2 separate regions of the Sus scrofa genome follow, and region 2 is linked to region 1. A link is a contact called in public targeted proximity ligation data. All regions are on one chromosome and are shown on one strand. The core of a region is the stretch at or near the end of the contact, and the rest is flanking DNA. Distances in the headings are between cores, read along the strand shown.

Region 1 (2,593 bases), core at 36-2,535:
CGTGCCAAGCCAAAACGAAAGTGAGGCAGCACAATGGTAAGTACTGAAGGAGCAGCTGGTCCTGGGGGCACCAGACTGTGTCTTTCAGCCCATGTCATCAACACTTGTTCATAGAGTAAACATTTTCTGATGAGGTGCCTGTCAGTATCCATTTATTTATAAATAAGTGAATGAATAGCATCCAACTTACACATTTTTCATGGTCTTTTATTTTCCCTTTAAATTCCAAAACCAGATGAGAAAAGACACCATGTAACAAAGTGATAACACAAGGAGAATGCAGCTCAGTCCTGGAAGGAGAGCTGACGACTGACAGATGATACACATTGTGACAATGGAAAGAGGCAGTTGCAGACTGTTGTTGGAACAAAGGAGGTCAAGTCTTATTCTTTTCTCCTGCTGGCACAAAAGGGTTGGTCACAACTTTTCTTTAAAAAGAAGAAGAAGAAGAATGCATTCATAAATCAAGGCTTCCTGGGCCAGCAGGAACAATCCCAGCACTCCTTAGCTACACTATCGTGGTTGGTAGACAAATATTTCTGACCTTTTATATTGAACTTGCGATCTTCTTGGGCAGACCTGCCACTCTAAGAGAGTCTTTTTAATGCAAATTAGCCATAGTCATCTCATTTCATCCATCTCTTCTTGGAAACATCCAAACAACAGCAAAAGGATAAAGCTATAGACATGTAGAATCATCCTTTACAGAGGTTTGTAGCGTCCAGTGGCCACTAAGTTTCCTATCAGTAAAAATGGCATTGGGCTTCTTCTCTCCTTACCATCTCCTTCTTTACAAAGCAACATATAAGAATAAATGAATTGAGTCAAATCCATCTTGGGCCAAAGGATGAATTGTAAATAAAACAAAGACGCAGATGATTAAATAAATGCACCTTTCTTTTAAATGAATGATGACATTTCCTAGGACTAATTTAAATGGAGTTTCTTTTTAGAAACTACCATGGTGCACAAAAATTGGTCTGCTGGGACCTTGGGTTTAAATCTTAGCATTTACTAGACAAGTTGATAGACTGCATTAATCTCCCAATTCTTCACCCTTTCCTGTGTCCAAGTTCTGATGCTAGGCACTACCAAACGACTTGCTTTGGCCAACAGGTTGTTACCAGACATATTGTAAGCAGAGGGTTAAAAAGATGCTTGCATGTTTCCAGTTGTGCTCTTGTCTTCAGCCACTGCCATGAGAACATGCCAGGGCTAGCCTACTGGATGCTGAGAGGCCAGGAGGACATAGCTAAGGCCTCCTAATTTTCCCAGCTGAAACAATCCTAATCTGCTGACAGTCAACTGACTCCCAGGCGTGTAAGCACAGCTCAGACCGGAAGAACTTCCCAGCTCAGTCCAGCTGATTTATGAACTAAATAACTAGTTACTATTTTAAGGCTAGGTTTTGCAATTATTTGTATGTAGCATGACTGTGGCAAAAGGTAACTGATAGAATACATGATACCGGTCAAATCACATTACCCTACAAGCTTCAGTTTTCTTTAATTCTCTCATCTCCAAAATGAGTGAACAGTGACTTCTTCAGAGAGTGGCTGCCATGATTAAATTAATCAAAGTAAACGAAGTACATGAAATTGGCACTGTTCCTGATACACAGTTGGCATGCAATCAATGAGAGTTCCGTCTGTGCCTACTGTTCTGCCTTTAGATCACGCCCATCAGAAGAAAGGCCTCCTTAATGCTCCATTGATCCTCATACACTATAGAAACTATTTATGAGCCATAGTTATGCCTTGTCTGGAGTGCTTCAGTCAAGTCCACAGGGTAGTTCGCCAGATATTTAAACAGAAAATCCCTGTTAGCAAAGCTTAAAGGGCAACACATTGAGATTTCAATGCCCAGAACTGCAAGCAGGGCTTCATTATCTCCCTCCTGGGATTTCGCAGTCATGTTCTAAGTGGCCTCCCTTTTCCCAGACTTGTTTCACTCTCCCACTATTCCCCCACGTCCATTTCCAGAGTGGTCATACAGCCCCACTGCTTGAAGTTCTTTAGTGTTTCCCCACACCCACATGATGAGTCCAACATCCCTAGAGTAACACACAAGATCCTTTGTTACTGGCCATTCTTAACCCACCTCTCCTGCCTGCCTTTTTCCTACTTCCCAGTACCTTGGCTGTACCAAATAACTTAGAGTTCCTGAGTCAGAGTACTGCACGTCCTTAATCTGAAATCCCTTCCTTCCATATACCTATTTCTGAACTCCAGTTCCTCTTGTTTCAGTCATGGTTCTCCAGAGAAAGAGAAGCAATGAAACAGAGAGAGAGAGAACGAGAGTCAGAGAGAGGGAGAGGGAGAGATTATACGAATGAGCTGGTACAGATACGGAATCTAAGTCCTAGGATTTTCTGTCTGCAACCTGGATAACCAGGAAGGGTGGTGGTGTCTAAGTCCGAAGGTCTGAGAATTGAGGAGGCTGATGGCTGAATTCCTGGTCTGAGTTCAAAAGCCCTAAAACCAGGAGCACTAATGTCTGAGGGCAGGAAAAGATGAGGACAGGCAAACCACAGCCCATGGGCCAAATCTTGCCCACTGCCTGTTTCTATACAGCCCCAAGTTAAGAAGAATGG
Region 2 (2,593 bases), core at 56-2,555, 1.1 Mb before region 1:
TCTTACCCCACCTCCCCCCAGGAAGAGGGCTCTCTTCCTGCAAATAAAATGCTTTAAGTTATGAAACTTTGGTTCAATTCGACTCTGCCTCCTTTTTGCCCAGTGAAACAGGCGGCTGATGGAAAACCAAAGTTCAGGGCCCAACTTTTCTCATTTGGTAACTTTCATTTCCTAATAATATTGGATAATTAACAAATTGTGTGTTCTAATGCTTTGTCACTTCAAGAGCATTTGGGGAGAATACTTCTTGTGTCTACTGAGTAATGGCTCAAATGAAAGAACACGATCAAGAGAATGCTTTATCACTGTGCATAAAACATACTGAATATTTATGATTTTAATTGCTACACACCATGTGCATACCTGTTTGGAGAATTATATAGATCTTTAAAGGTCAAGCAAGAGAATGATTTTGTGACTTTATAATTCATGATTAACAAGTCATTGAAAATTTCTATTAACTCAAAATGGAAATTCATAGAAATTCTTAAAAAAAAAAAAAAAAGAACCCTTAGTATTCCCTATATGTAACTGGCGTTTTTGTGAGTTTGTGAAACCAGATGCTTTTGGATAAAAAAAGCAATACTGACTCTTTCTTAGACTTAGTGCCTCTTTGCTAAAAGAAAAATTCTTAACTGAAAATGCAGTTCTATTCCTAAATTTATTGTTTACAGAAACACATGCTAATATAACAACGCATGAAAAATTAAAAAAAAAATGCCAGACATGCCTCGACATGCAAAATGTATTTAGCTGTTTGCTTTAACATGCTACTTTCATTCTGCAGCCTACCTTCTCCAAGACCAAGTATTTTTGCGAGTGAGGCTAAAAATAGCCAGCGAAGCCTAACAACTAGCTTCTGATTGGCTCGGTACAAAGGCCACTTAGCCAATGAGAGCTTCTGGGAACAAAAGCAATTCTTTTGTGTGTGAGATGCTCAACCCACGTCAAAACAGCTTCAGGCTGTAGAAGCGATTTCGGTTGAGATTTAACAAGGTAATAATGCATTTCAGTCCTCTGAAAGGTTTGAAGCAGAACAAAGGGGGTAGTGAAATCTACAAAACAAATGGAGTGCTCAGACTTTCAGGGGATGAATCATCGGGTGCCTGAGCTACACACATTTGCAAACCCAGAAAAGCAAGTGCGCTAGGATTTTTTTTCTTCCTTCCTGATATTTTAACTTATTTTCCGAGCGTTTTCTCTGCTCAAAAAAAGAGAAAATCAAAGGCGTTGTGTTCTGACTATGCACAAATATGCTATTACGTTGACTTGCTGATGAATAGAAAGCAACTCAATCACGATTCCCTTACATGGTACAAAGAGAAGACAAAGACTTGTGTGAGGTGGAGAGTAAGTAGTAAAGCTCCTAAAGCTTTGGACTTTGGTTTTTGGGAATCACAAATATCCCATGTTCTCAAAGTAAACGCAGTTCTGGATTAATGTTGTGATGACTCCCATGATAAAGTGGGACTTGATTTGAAGCAGAAACATGGAATTTTGGGAGGTTTTAGCACCACCAAGGCATTTCGCCTGTAGGGGTCGCTGTTGCACAGCAGACGAACCTCTTCAGAGCGTCCTTCCTTTTAATCTTAAATGAAAGGAGAAAATGGGCTTGGTAGGTGCCTTTCAGGTAGGACAAAAGGGAGTGGGGAGTCAGTGTTTGAAACTCTTAAGCTTCACTGCGGTCATTACTATGGGACAAAGCATCCTATAACAATACAGTCTACTTCACATGGGACTGAAATGCTGTACAGGACAAAATGTTGCTACAGTAACCATTGGAAATGTTATGTAACACATAGCAGCTCATAAGCCATTTCATGGTTTAAAACTGGCTTTATTAAGCAGGTGATAATTCAGGGATGGTATGACACTTCAAAGGCTCCAAGCAGGAGGTAAGACACAAGGACACACACTTTAACTTCTTGTATAGGAAATGCATACAGGTTACCAAGTCCAGAACACTGTTGACAAGAAAATACAGATTGCAAATGCATTGTTTACATGTTCTTTTCCCAGAAAACTTCAAGTTCAATGCATTTTTTTGTCTTCAATATAGCTTTTCTGATAAATGATTATTGAGTGAAATCTTAATTATCCTTTATTCTTGGCATGACGTAAAAGACCTGCATAAATCAAACATTTCAGTAAAATGAAATTATATTTTTATTGTGTGATCAGGTGTGATAATAAGAGCAGTACTTAAGAGTCACCTGTTTAAGGAAATGCATAGTCATAAAATATTGCATTTGCTAATTATTGGTCTTAACTGCATTTATGAGCCTCAATAGATATGTTGCCGTAAAACATGGAGGTGGTTTGCTGAGAGGAGTATCCTATTCTAACAAATAATACGAAAACTAGAGAGGTAATATACACTGTAAAAAACTTTTTTTTGCACTCACTTTAAAATAGTCTCCTATGGGGGAAAAAATTAACCTAGGGAATTATGTTCCTAAACAACGAAATCCCCAAAGGATGGTATATATGCAGTTTTCAACATTCTCTGTCTAGAAAGAATGTGGATTCTGTCCTATTGCAGTACTTTTGTGAGTTTTATAGTTTTGGCTTTATCATGTTGGCCAAGGGCCAG

What was found.
Region 2: a contact with region 1 is called in a targeted proximity ligation map of skeletal muscle. A contact is called at or near these places in 12 of 47 Hi-C or Micro-C datasets (embryonic fibroblasts, epiblast stem cells, fetal heart ventricle and 7 more) and 2 of 2 datasets of targeted methods (alveolar macrophages and skeletal muscle).

Annotation. Positions count from the first base shown.
Region 1 is chr5:90,447,838-90,450,430 of Sscrofa11.1, reverse strand. LOC110260821 (a long non-coding RNA gene) reads right to left here. Exons shown (of 3, transcript XR_002344330.1): 3 at 192-2,053. Among named protein-coding and RNA genes, the nearest start is that of PLEKHG7, 140 kb to the right of the region's middle.
Region 2 is chr5:91,509,728-91,512,320 of Sscrofa11.1, reverse strand. All of the region lies in intron 4 of LOC102159901 (a long non-coding RNA gene), which reads right to left. Among named protein-coding and RNA genes, the nearest start is that of DCN, 170 kb to the left of the region's middle.